Linked DNA regions of Mus musculus: region 2 is linked to region 1. The links are chromatin contacts, called in public HiChIP or PLAC-seq maps. All regions are on one chromosome and are shown on one strand. The core of a region is the stretch at or near the end of the contact, and the rest is flanking DNA. Distances in the headings are between cores, read along the strand shown. Region 1 has its middle 260 kb from the start of Tpbg. Region 2 overlaps Ube2cbp (ubiquitin-conjugating enzyme E2C binding protein).

Evidence for each region. HiChIP or PLAC-seq counts read pairs in DNA pulled down with a chosen protein or histone mark.
Region 2: a contact with region 1 is called in an H3K27ac HiChIP or PLAC-seq map of T-cell acute lymphoblastic leukemia, with 11 times the contacts expected there. The contact joins two enhancer-like sites. A contact is called at or near these places in 3 of 484 Hi-C or Micro-C datasets (cerebral cortex and nephron progenitors) and 1 of 115 datasets of contacts at active chromatin or transcription factors (T-cell acute lymphoblastic leukemia).

The regions. Positions count from the first base shown.
Region 1 is chr9:86,099,395-86,106,498 of GRCm38.p6, reverse strand. No RefSeq gene overlaps it. Among named protein-coding and RNA genes, the nearest start is that of Tpbg, 260 kb to the right of the region's middle. Within about 2 kb of position 2,743, at least 15 of the 459 cell types and tissues checked have an H3K27ac peak or open chromatin away from gene starts, as enhancers often do. A contact at or near this core is called in T-cell acute lymphoblastic leukemia, where this site is marked.
Region 2 is chr9:86,446,993-86,453,754 of GRCm38.p6, reverse strand. It overlaps Ube2cbp (ubiquitin-conjugating enzyme E2C binding protein), which reads left to right. Exons shown (of 10, transcript NM_027394.2): 2 at 1,745-1,941; 3 at 4,902-4,992. Among named protein-coding and RNA genes, the nearest start is that of Ube2cbp, 15 kb to the left of the region's middle. Within about 2 kb of position 3,949, at least 16 of the 459 cell types and tissues checked have an H3K27ac peak or open chromatin away from gene starts, as enhancers often do. A contact at or near this core is called in T-cell acute lymphoblastic leukemia, where this site is marked.

The DNA of each region.
Region 1 (7,104 bases), core at 1,494-3,993:
GAATCGTGGGTAGTCCTTTTCAGTTGAGCAAGTGTCTTAAATGCCCTTTGTATGATGGCTCGTGCTGGAAACTAAGATATCTCTCTACCTTCAAACGCACATCCACACAGGGGACCGGCAAGCTAGATGGTGACTGGAAAAGCATTCAGTGGAAGATAGAACCTCAATGTTATTTTCCTATGTTTTCTTTTTCTGAAGAAACAGATTTTTTTTAATTTGGGAAAATTTTTTCACTTACCTTGGACTGACTATGAAGCCTTTGGACTTCATTAAGCAGTCTTTAGTGGATTCCTCCATTTTTCTTTGTGGACACTTTCCTCTTTATACGGCCTGTATTACACAGAAGAAGATAAAATCCTTCAGCTGATATATGAGCAGGTCATGTCCATTAAAATTAATGGGCGCTGACCCTGCACTGAGGGAAAGGGGTACTTCAAAAAGTCAGTTTACACAGTGTTCTTTGTTACATTTTCATTGCAGGATTTCTAGTTCAATTATGCTTAATGAACTGTATTATATGCCTTGTTTCTAAGGTTAGTGACATCCAATATGCTTCCAGGTCTGTTCCATGGCTTTGGCTGTCCAGAGCAATCTTTTAGAAGTGGAATTAACCTCATTGTGATGGTTAGACGAACTAAATGGTTTCCAATATAGTTCAGTGGTAATGTTTCCACAAGAGAATACAATTAAGAGACCAATAACGGAGAACAGGTCACCCATTGCTTGCAAAAGCATGAGACGTTTGGCAAGAACATGTGATATAGTATTCATTTAAATAACATTTCAGTTATAGGAGAAAAAAAACAACAAATGATGTTCGTGGCTGGAGGACATGACTCTTTATGGGATATTCTGTGGGTTGCATATGGTTGTCAATAAATCTTGTTTCATTAAAGGTTATTCGTCTTCTCCCCAATAAAACAAAGTCATGCAGAAGCCCCAGAATATGATGACAAGTCTGCGTTACTGACTATTGACTGGCTTCTGGCTACAAGCTGACTTTCCTGTAGTTTGCCTGTGGCAGACTTCCTAATATTCTCAGCCCCTGCCTGGGGCAGCCATTCAGAAGCAGCTTATGCAACTGGGCATTCCTTGTGTTCTCGGAATTATGTTTCCTCTCTTCCAGAGAAACCTTCCTAAATACCTTACTTTTGCATCAACATCCTTGCAGAAAGCACTTGCCACTTCTTTAGCATTAGTCTTCTAATAGCTTGAGTAGAATCTTGGGTGTTTCTGATGCAGTATTTTGACAGCTCGGAAGAAGTCCTTGGGTGAGCTTTTGTACTCGCAGCATATGCTTTAGAAGAACTCTTGAACGCCTTTTCTCTCAAGTACAAGAACACTGGTGATTAAAAAGCATCTTGCTCTCCCTGGAGTTTTGTTCATAGTATTTCCTGTTGTCACAACCGTCCTATAGACCAGGACTATGTGAGGAGCTCAGAGGAGCCTCTCACCGACAGCTCTTTGTGGGAAGGATTGTGGTCATTACCATTTCCTTTTTGAAGAAGAGAAAGTGAGATTGGGAGAAGCTAAATAATGGGGTTGAACTATACAGAATAAGAACCAAGTTGGACTGGCTCCCAGCTTGGGCATTTGGTGATGTCAGCCTTCATTGCATCATGGGGGAAGCAGAATGGAGCTGACCACAAGAAGTCACATGTCATTTACCATGAGGCATTGCCTCTGAGAGCCCCACAGCCCTAGGCTGTGTTCAGCTTCTTTGCCTCCACTCATTACGGGAGCCAACAGCCAGGATTTCATGGATCTGATGAGTGTGTATGTCGCTCACTGTCTCTCTTTTGGAAATAGATTAAATATAAGCAACAAATTGAGTGAGAGGAAGTGTCAGGCAAACTTCCAGAGTTTTCCCAGCAAGCTTTGTGAAATTATTTTTCTCAAAAACTGTTATATATATTTTTTTAATCTTTCCATCTTTTTGGAGACAATGTGGTTCAGGCTTTGCAACAGGTACCGTCAGTTCTGATCATATTCAGCCCACATGGGCTATGTGATGGGGCAGGGAGAAGGAGCCTTCCTGAGCTGCAGTGACCTTACTAGGGCTATTCATGGTGATTCCTCAGAGGAATGTTGAGGTCTTATATGAATCTTTAGCCCAGCTATGCAAGGAAACATACATCATGAATGGTACTGTTCGTTACTTTCAGAAACGATCAGCTGATCACTCTGAATTTCTGAAAAGTTAATTAATGGCATCATTCATTTATGTGGTACCCACAGCAATAATCAACCCTCAGGAACTTTGGCTTTAGTCACCAGCTAAATACATGCACATTCTTTTCAATAAAAATTGGGCTTCATTGACCCTGTGATCTGTGAGTAATATTTTAGTTTTATACTCTCATACTGACATGTTATTATGAGATTCCTGAGCCAAAAGATGAAAGCTATTAATTATACATTGTCTTTCTTTTTGCAAGCAGTATCCTTTGTTAAGGCATTTTTATACCAAAGGATCTGCTAGCTTCTCTGAGCACGGATTGTAGGTCCTTAGGTCTGAGGAAGGAGGGCTGCCAGATTCTAAACAGATTCAAAGCCTAGAGTATTGGAGCACCTAACAGGCTACATGTGCAGGTGTCTAGCTCAGTAGTGCTCTGCAGTGGCCTGTTCTTGTTTTTCTTACTTCTAAAACATCTGCTTTAGTCTCTGTGCAAGAGTCCTCAAAGAGAGAACTTTTTTTTTCTCTGAAACTGAGTAGTTCACACTGCTGTGCTGTGGCCTCCCTTCTCTGATCTGTTGAAAAGCACTTCCCCTTCCTATACTTGTCGGCATCACTGTTTCAGTGGTTGCCCTCCTTCATCTGATCACAAGGGCTGTTTGACAGACAACGGGTCCAAGCCACTCATACTGTGTCTCCAATATTGCATGGGACTGGAACAAGGAAGCAGAATGGGAGTAAGGTGTTATGTGTGCTGAGAGCTTAATTCAAATATGGATTCACTGTTTGTTTGAGCTCTTTTAGGGAATTAACACACACACACACACACACACACACACACACACACACACACACACACTTTTTGGCCCAGTCCCTATCCAAACAATTCCAGATATGGAAGTTGGAAGGAAAGTTATGCTTACACAAGTTGTAAAGTGCTCAAGTTACAAAACGAAGAGATGCCTGTCTTGATCAATGTTCTAATGCTGTGAAGAGACACCATGACCATGGCAACTCTTATGAAGAAAAACGTTTAAGTGAGGCTTGCTTTCAGTTTCAGGTGGTCAGTTCATTATCATAGTGGCAGAAGCATGGTAGCACATAGCCAGGCATGGTGCTGGAGAAGTGGATGAGAGTTCTACATCTGGACCTGTAGGCAGCAGAAAGAGAGGGACCCTGGGCTTGGACTGGGATTTTTTTGAAACCTCAAAGTCCACCCCCAGAGACACACTTCCTCCAACAGAGCCACACCTCCTAATCCTTTCAAATAGTGCCACTCCCTGGGGACCAAGTATTTAAATCTATGAGCATGTAGGCGCAATCTTATTTTTAAACCACCAAAATACTCAAAAGCAAACATGTTCAACTTTCCTATGATACGGCCCCTTAATACAGTTCGTCATGTTGTGGTGAGCCCAACCCCTAAAATTATTTCATTGCTACTTCATAACAATAATTTTGCTACTATTATGAACTGTAATGTAAATATCTGATATGCAGGATATCTAATATGCGACCCCTGTGAAAGAATGGCTTGACACTTGCCTGCCGCTAAGGGATTGCAACCCACAGGTTAAAACTACTGCCCTATGGAAAATCTACATCCAACCTATACAGTTGAACTGTAAGCTACATTAAAATGCACAAAATATTTAATAGAAAGGTATTATGAAACACAGCATAAACCAAGCATAAAAGCCTGTTTGCTATTCCTTAACATCCATTCTTGGAGTGGCTGTGCATAGAAGTCAAATCTCAAAAGCAAACCCAGTGACAAGAAGAAACAATGAATGATGCAGTTTCTTTGCAGTTAGACAGTTAGACAAAGACCTTTTTTTTTTTTTTTTGGACTGGACCACCAACCAGGCAGCATACACCAACTGATATGAGGCCCCCAACACACATAGAGTAGAGGACTTCCGGGTCTGTGTTCACTCCGAGATGATGCACCTAACCCTTTAGAGACTGGAGGCCCCAGGGAATTTAGAGGTCAGGTGGGATGGGGGGGGGGCATCCACGTGGAGACAGGGTGGGGTGGGGAGGAGGTATGGGATGTGGAACAGTCAGAGGGTGGATGAGGAGGGGCGGGGAATGGAATATGAAGTGTAAAAAATGAATTACAAATAAAATTAAATTAAAAAATAAAAAGACGTTCTTTCGGAGTTGGGCATTCTGGATTCGGAGCCTCACAGATAGTCACAGTGGGCATTGTGTGGCCAGCCAGGAGAAATGTTCCGTTCAAACCTGGGGCAGTCTTCTCATTCTAGGAAACTGCAGGTGTTCTGATGGAAAAAAAAATATATATATATAGCACTTTAAACATTTATATGTCGTAGATTTGGGGAGGGGGCATGGTGATGCTAATGGAAATGAGGAATGTGCACATCCATTCAAAATATATAAAAATACTCTTCTCCCGGCACCATTCCAATTACGAGATCTCTGCTGAAGCCAGTCTGGCAGATTTATTTTTATGTTGCAATTATAGCATGAAGTAAAATTTAAAGCTACCAGTGTGTCTCCTGACTCAGGTGTTAGATGCACAGAAACGGACTCCCACACCAGTCTTATAAATCAGAGGGATGATTTGTGATAGCTCTTACCAAGGCTTGTTTTCAGAACTTGGGACCTTCTCGGCCATATTTTTTTTTATGAATATGCAGCTTCCCTCCTGCTGAGGTGGCTGTGTGGATTCTAGCTAATATGCGGTGGGTGTATTAATGGGCTCTTTTAGTATTGATTCCAACCACAGTGTGAACCACAGCCTTTCATGCCTTTGAGTTTCCTTCCTCTTTTGTTCTAAGACCTGACCACTTAACATTCAGCAACACCATCAGGTTAACCAGTCTCTTCTAAAGTCTGCTAAGAGTTAGATCTGGCATTCACTTAAGGGAACATTGTGTTCCCATGCGCTAGCGTTGTGGGGATTCAATTTAAAAGCTGAGATTCTCAAGCCCAGTGTGGTTTGTTCTTTCAATCTCTTTGTCTTTGGCATCGCATCCTAAAACTAAAAGAATTCTAGCTATTTTTAATTTATAGATTTTTTTCGCTTATTTAAATTGTAAATTAGAGATTTTATGAAATTTTTGTTGTTTCCTTAGACATAGAGATTTCAAAAGCCTTCTGACACCATGAAATGGAATCCCCACTCCTCACTCTTTCCACACACAAATCTGTATTCTTTATGCTTCATTTCTTCCCTCAGATAAATATCTTTAAGAAATGGGTTTTGAGAATTTCATATGTGTATATGTTGGAAAATAATTGTATATATTCCCATTCTTCCCCATACCCCCCAACACATCCCCCTTTCTTCTTCCTCCCTTCCTCTTTTTAACTCTTCTTTCCTTCTTCTTCATGTTCCTCCTCTTCCTCTTCCTCCTCTTCCTTCTCCTCTTCCTCCTCTTCTATTTTGTAATCTACTAAGTCCAATTAGTGATACCCATATATACATGGATGTGGACCACACATTGAAACATGAAGCATGGGAAATCTACCAGGGGCCATATTCTCAATAACGAATGATTCTGTCTTCCCCATCAGCTCTCAATTACCAATAACTCCTCAGTAAAGAGTAGGAGCTGGCAATCAGACTTTTCATCTATGCCAGAATTTTGGCTGGTTTGGTCTTATGCAGGTTTTGTATAGGTAATTACAACTGTTAATTGGGTTCATAAGTGCAATGTTCAGGTTCATTGCCGTGTTCAGAGAACAGTTCTTTTCAGCTCACCACCCTATATCCTCTGTCTCTGTTTCCTGAACCCTGGTGTGTAGACTTGATTCAGTGTCACATTTGGGACAAGTACTCAGTCTCTTATTCTCATTATTTTGACCAGTTCTGCATCTTTCCATTCATTGCTGTTCACTGCAAAAAGAAGCTTCTATCACCAAGGCTGAGAGCAGACCAGGTGTATGGGTTTCTATGAATCTTCAGAATTTTTTAATTAAAAAAAAGCTATAAAACATTGAGGCTTAATTCCCTATCTTTATGTGAGTTTTGCATCTTGTTTGCTTGTCCTTGGTTTGTTTGAAGCAGGGTCTTTATAACCCAGGCTGGCCTTGAACTTGCTACACAGTTAAGGATGGCCTGGAACTCTTCTTCCTTTTAGTTCCCAAGTGCCTAGCATCCGAGTGAAAGTTTACTCCAAGAAATGCCATTTATAAAGTAGGGAGCAAGGGGTGGGAGGAACGTGAGCCAACTCACAGGGTGGCTACTGCATGATTTATCCAGACAGGTGACTCTGTCCTGTTCCTCCAAACTACATAACTATGCCAACAATAGCTCTAAGTAAAACATCTTAAAGGTGATTGTAAACATTTTAAGAAGAAAACAAAAATGGCTCCTTTTAGTCAAATCTAGCAATGATGTCATTTCACAAAAGACAATTATATAAATTATCTTTTATTTCTAAGAGTATCAAAATACTTAAACACACACACACCACAGTTGATTGTTAGTATGACTGACATTTATAATGATTTACTATAATGATATTCCAGAGGGTTGATGATAGTAACATTTTGGCTACATATTCATGCTTAAAAATTGATTCTAGAAATAATTTCCCAGCTACACATAATCATTGAGCTTAAAAAGTCTCTAGATACAAATTTTCTAATGTCAAAATTAGTCACTGAAATCTGTTTAGTTGAAATTTAGAGCTATTAGTAAAATTAAGTTGCACATATAATATCCTTTTTATGAAAAGGATAATGGTCAGTAAACAAGTTGACAAAGGGGAAAAAAAAAAACAACTGTTTTCAGATTGTGCTACAAAGACTTGTATTAAAATTTCCCTTCTAAGTCTGGGAAGTTTTGAAAGTGTGAGTGAGAACTATGCTGGTCCCAAGGGTGTTAATTGGGACTTGCCCAGGCATTAGAATATATGAAGATCCTCGTTACAGCTCATAGAACAATCAGTAACTAT
Region 2 (6,762 bases), core at 2,700-5,199, 350 kb before region 1:
AGTAGTATGGTATAGGCTTATCTAGTTTGATTTTCTTTCTTTCTACTCTAGTCCTGATGTAGTTTTCTCTCAAGCAACCTTATTGTTTTGCCTTTTAAAAACATTCCAAGGAGTGTGTACTGGTTACGTGGGGCAGGGCATGCCTGTAATCCTAACACTTGGGATTTAGAAGCAAGAGCACCAGGAGTTCCCGGTCATCCTCCATTACATAGCTGAGTGTGAGTCTGGACCGGGACACTTGAGACCTTGTCTCAAAAAGCGTGCATGTATGCATGTATAGTGTGTGTGTGTGCACAACTACACACTGGGAATCTAGCCTAGGGCCTTGCATATGCCACCAAATTAAATCCCCAGGACTTCTTTTTAAATAGAAAATTGTCCTTCTAGACTAAGATTTGGTGCTCATTACTATTGGAATGTCATTTCTTTTAGACTTCTGGCACATAGATGACACTGTTGACTAACACACAAACATTCATTCCCACCTATTTATATCTCTGTAGCTATGCACATCCTAAACCATGATCTCATAGAGGTATCCCTAATTCTAGCCCACTGCCACAGGTCCATTCTAGCATCCTCCCTTTGTTTCCATGTAACTGTATTCTTGCACAGTATAAATCCCGTCTCCCATTAGCCTCCTGATGTTTATCTCCCTGGTCAGTCTTCTATGCAACCAGGCTTCCGCTGGCTCTTTCCTGTTCCCTCTTCTCCCCTCTACATGCTGCAACCTTCTTATAGACCAAGAGTCTTCTTGGAATCTATGGGTATAAGTTCTAACTCCCCACAGAGGTGTTGTTCGGAGGCAGGGCCTCTAAGAGATCTTGAGGATGGAACCACTAAGATGAGTGAGATGCAAGCAGAAGGAGACCCCCCCCCCCAGCTGCCTTCCTACACATCATCTTATGGAGACCGTGTGGTTCATGGAACAGCCAGTCAGATTTACAAGTTCAGCTGAAAAATCAACACAAGAAAACTTACATCTGTGTTGAATGTGTGTGTAAACTTTCCTCCCGCGCTGAGATCTCCTAAGCAGTACAGTTGAGGACTGTAGACACACAACCCGATGTTTTGGGTGTTATGTGCAATGCTGACAGTGTGTGTGCACTTTAGTCAGCTCTGTGTAAGTGGTTGAATTTTTCACAACTGAGAAGATTAGCCATCCGAAGCAGGGGCAGAAGCAGGGGCAGTGGGGGCTCAGGTTACCAGTGGTGTTTTGGGGGGACATTTCTAGGTGCCAACTGTGCTTCAAAAATACTGCAGTAGCAAGGTGGACACCAAGCTATCTCATGGCTTCTTTTGGCACAGCCTGTGAACTAAGAACTGGCTTTTTTTTTTTTTCTGTTGTTTGGGGCGTTTGTTGTTGTTTGAGATAAGTTCTCACTGTGGGTCCTAGGCTGGTGGAGAACTCAGGAAATATTTACTCTCTGACTTTTTACAGAAACCTTGCTGACATCTGTGACTTTTTATGACAATCTTGATTACCGGCTAAGCAGTACTTTGATTTTCTGACTTTAATGCTGTTCTCAGAAGCAAGAGTTAAAAACATGACCTGGGAATCTCACGTGGTGATGGCTGCAAGCCCTGCCTGATCTAACCTAGTCCAGCTTGTCTCCCAGGGTCTGTTTCTGTTTTCCTGGGACAAGGATTTTAGGGTCTCTATGCTGGGTTAAGGTTTGGATTTTGTAAGCTTTGCCTTTCATCAGAGAGAAGTCGTCACTTGGCTTTTATTTTGTGTCATCAGTGGGCCAGATGAAGGAGGGATGCACCTGGACATTTCCATAACGCCCACCTCTCTTTTGGTGAGAACCCCTGACGGCTGCACCGAGATCCGACTTCCAGCAGGGGTCAGACTTGTACCTTCCTCGTGTGGCGGGCTGCAGTATATCAGTGGCGATGGTTTACATCTGCGCTTGCGGGTCCAGGCTGAATCCAGCCCACGTGAGTAGGAGCGGCACTCCTGGAGGGCTTTGACGTTTTTTTAGTTGAACTTTTCCCAGGTGAAAAGTTAGGCAATCAATGACCTGGAGGGGTCGAGAGATTCCAGGGTCTGGAACAGTTCTGCCAGTTAGCAGCTGTGTGCTGTGTGCTGTATCACTCTCCTTTCTCAAACCTTCATGTCTTTCTTTTAACAGTATGTTTAAAAATGCGCTTTAATTTTTAGGGGATGTTTAGCCTTGTCGCAAATTTGAGCAGAAGGTGCAGAGATTTCCCCCAAACTGCCCAGTTCGTTTCTTTAACCATAAATGTCCGGCTCACGGATATGAGGATAAAATTATAAAGCTGTTGTATGAAACCTGGTTGGTTTTAAAACACTGCATAGATATGTTTTCATTCAGCAGACAGGTTAGCTTCTACGAGGTGTGTGTGAGCCGTTTGATATGGGTGCTGGAAACACAGATGCCCACAAGCCACATAGCTGTCTGGTAATGTGGAGTGTGTGTCCTAGTGGGCGGGAACAACAGATGCTGAGCAGATAATTAAGTTGGAAACAGCACAATGCTGTGGGCACAGTAACAGAGTAATGCTGTGGGGAGTGACTGAGTTTCGTGAAGGCCACCCTGAGGGCGTGACAGTTTGAGCAGTAGACATTATCCCGGCTATGAAGAGACCATTTTAGATGGAACAGTACAAGTAGAGACATAATATAATATTGTTGTGGTTGGATTGTGGTTGTATACAAACTCAAAATGCATCTCGATGCAATTAGGTAGTAAACCTTTTCTTTTTGTAAGCTCTCATGACTTTTTTTTTTTTTTTTTAAATTCTGCTCATTGCATTTCTTACAATGTGCTATAATAGACAAGGCAGACAGCATTGGAAGGAACCGTGTTGATGCTTCGTGTCAGAGAAAGGCTTTGCTTGTGTCTATGACACCCTGAGACCTTATTGTTGAGCCATCTGTAGGTACTTTATCAGAACTATGTAGAGTCTAGAGGTGGGGACAACAGGATTGTCCCAAAAAGCCTGTAAGAGACATGAAGCTATCCCCTGGCTTTGGAAAGACAAGAGAAGATGGGGGTGGTTGGGGAGGGGGGGGGGGATGTTACTCTTTTTTTTTTCTTTTTCTGGCCTAAGGGTAATTTTGCTAATTTCTGAATTAGTGAATGGCTAAAGTATGCAGAAACAATTTTAGAAACAAGGAACAGGAAAAAGAGATGTCCTGACATGCTTAAGTGACATCTGATAAACACCTGGAATGACATTGAATCCTGAAAAGGAAAAAGTAAACAAAAATTGTTCCTCTCCCCCAGCTCCCCCACAGCACGCAGGAACTTCCTGTTGAGTTTGGAAACTGGCAGAAGGCAGGCACGAGAGCCACCTTGTTCCCTGGGACTCTGATGGAGACCCTCAGGGACATAGAATTTGGGTTTGTTGCCTAATCATAGTCTGCAACTGAATTATTTTCAACATTTTCAGTTAATGAGCAACATTTAATATTCTAACCATGGACAAAATAAATCCACTGCTGTGTGCTGGTTTGTGTATTGTTTGTGTTTGTTGGACTATTTCTTTGTGTTTTTTGAAACATTTTGTTCAAATACCTGAAAAGGGAACTTTCAAAGCCTGTTCTCTGGTGCATGAAGATCTGTGTAAAGCAGGTTCCTCCATCTTTGATTGCTTTAGTGCTTTTTGCATAATAGGTGGGGGCTAAGCATTTGCTGCATGAATGACAATCAGGTAGGTGAATACTGGTGTGCACTGGAATCTAAATATTGTAGGAAGTAACTTGAAATTTTTAGCATTAATTATGTCTCAGGGTTTTCAAGCGTTGCGTTTTCAGCTGTAAGACCACGCTTTCCGGAGCAATCATGATACACATCACCCTGGCACACTACACCGTTTGGAGGTTAGTGTAGGTGAAGTGGTGACCTCTTGTGTGTGGAATTTGACCTGGGGATACATCTTTCCCAGCAGCAATGCTTATCCAGGATGCCACACGACCCAGTGGCCAGCAGAGGGCAGTGTTCCACTGGAAACGGATTCATTCTGGCTAGCCCGTTGGAGGGCTCACCTAGGTCCTCGTTATCGATGCTCCGCATTAGAGAATAATACTGTTTATTTAACCTCCGTGCAGCAGGGATTTGTGTAGACACTTAGAGATTAACTGCAGAGTTTTTTAATTGCCAGGACTTAAACTTTCTGGCATCTGAAAAGCATCTTAAACTACACACAAAAGAACAGCAAGTGGATTCTATTCTTCGCTTCTAATAACTAGGACTTCATTAATTCAATTAGGTTTTTTTATAGACTAGTAATACAGTATTTTTTTTTACATAAAACTTACCTTCATTTACAAATGAGACATCAGGAATGAGGGGAACAGCTATCCACTGCAGCTGTGTGGGAAGTCCATGTGTTCCCATAGCACCCAGTATCTCCCCTCCCTCTCACACCCATCTCCCACAGCTTCAGCAGACACTGCATTTTGCTCTTGGGTGAGGACACTCTACAGAGCTTTGCGTTCCTTAGGTCTGCTCCACAGAGACCCGTCTAGCCATTCATTTTGCTTGCTCATACTGTGTAATGGGCAGGGGTGGACATAAACCGTAAACATAAAAAGTGAGAAAGCCAGATTGAACTTACATGTTAGAAGTCCATCTCTCCTCATTGTTAATATAGAATTTACTGTATTTATGGAATGAGAGAAGGAACTCACCAGTATGTTCCATGGTAATCTAGGGCAGCTCCTGGCTCAGGAATTCTAAGCAAAATGTCTTTTGTTTTTGGAAACACTTGGCAGTGTTTGCTTCTGGTTGAGTCATTGGATAGTTCTAATTAAGCCTACACTTCAGAGTAAACCGTAAACAGCGTGTATTGCTGGTAATTTATTGTGCTAGCAAACTCTTTAAATATGATAATTTGTTCCAAACCTCTAAAACTCTGTTGATTTCCTTCAGAGCCGATTTCAGTGTTTAATCAAAGCTTGCAAGCCCAAGAATGTTGCACCTTTTATTGCCAGTCCTGTGGTGAAGTCACGATAAAGGACAGGTAAGGAATGTGTCCAACCCTGATTAAACTGTTTCTGGGAGTAATTACCAAGGGAACTGTGGAGGGCCTTAAAGTAAGAGCCGACTTAGTGTCACTTGGAACAAAGTGAAGCCCGACTCTCACCGTGGTGCTGGAGCGGAACGGGAGTCTGGTCTGAGGGAGGAAGCTGGTTATGGTGGAAGAGCTGGGCCCGTCACTGAGCAGAGAACCATGGAGTTGATCTCCTGTGTGTCCCTTTTGGTCTGAGGGTGTGTGAAGGTTTCCACAGAAAGTGAAGTTTCTACCTGTTAGAAGCTGTGCAGCAGGACTTTGTTATCTGTGCTAGCTCAGTCAGGGCTTTTCTAAAACCCATTTCCTAGCTCCCCTGCGTGTAAGATGGAGCATACGGAGCACTCATTAACCTTTTCTCGGTGATTAGGTTAATCTTGTAACCGGCACTGGTGATGTGCCATAATTACCCTGTGGAGAAGGGAAGGACTCTTAGCTATTTCCTCAGCATTCCCATTTCCCTCTTCCTCAAGTGAGCTTTCCAGTTTCTTGGGCACAAATGCTTCCTCTGAATTTTCAGCTTCTAGCAACGACTCACGTGGAAGACGGCTGAAAGCATTACTGTTAGCGGTATTTAATGGAAGCATTTGGTGTTCTTTGATGGCTTTTCTAAGTCAGGTGCCTGGGACCAGCAAGGGATGCTTCCTTTCTGAAGTCTGCTCCTTTCTCAATGTCCCTGGCGCTATAATGCCAGACCTTTGCCTGGTAGATGTCTTCTGTTCCCCATACAGAGTCATCAGCCACTGTGGCCGTTCATTGCCTTTAGAGCTGAAGTCACCTGCCTTTGCCCACTGTCTCCCCACCTAATGGCACTTAGTCAGCAGCTTTCTGCCTGCTCAGCCTGCTTCTGGTTCTGCCCTGTGCAGATGCACCCCCCCCCCCCCCACCACCACCGAGTATGTCTTCTGAAGAACAGTTGTTCTTCCTGGATGGAGCCCAGGAATCCTTTGCCTACCGCAGCAGCTCTCCGGTCCTCCCTCCCATTTCAGCCTCCTCCCTCCTTGCCAAGCTTACAGGTATCACACGGGCCTGGTCATGAGCATGTGTTCCATACCTTTGCCGGGTTTTCTGAATCCTATCTTTACAGGATATCCCTAACGTGAAGGCTACTCCCTTTCCTGAATGCAGCTCCCTTTCCTGAAGGCTACTCCACCCTCTCTTCCTCCCTGGTTAGTCACCACCTGCTAACTCAGCTGACATAGCATTCGCTTGTCTTGTGATGTAGCGAGCCTTGTCTCTCTCCTGGGTTGCATCAGGTACTCTCCTGAGGTTCCTTTGCCTGTCTACGCACGCTGGGCTTGAAGAATGGGAAGAGCCACACTGACTTCCGTGTCCTTTGTTCCTGCTTTCTTGATTGTATAGCATAGAGAGGGAGTCAGCAGTGGCAAGGCGTGTTTCCATCCACCATTCACTATCCCAGCGGTCTTGGATAACTTATTATCCAATAAGTCCTTATTGAGAAAGTGTAGCTAACAGTAAGACTTACCTTGTAGTGCTGTTGATAGGGTCTGATGATTCAAGTGGTTCTAGCCATGCCTGGTGCCGGGTAAGCATTCACCATTCGCTGATAGCTATTGCAGTAATCATTCTTACCAGCATCCCTCAGCATCAGGCGTGGTGCCCAGAGAAAAAGTGTGTTCTTAGCGAGTGTTGCTGGGTTGGCTGGAGTAAAGCTAGGTGTGTGTATTTTGGCTTCCTACCAGCTGTTCTTGCTTGCCTCCT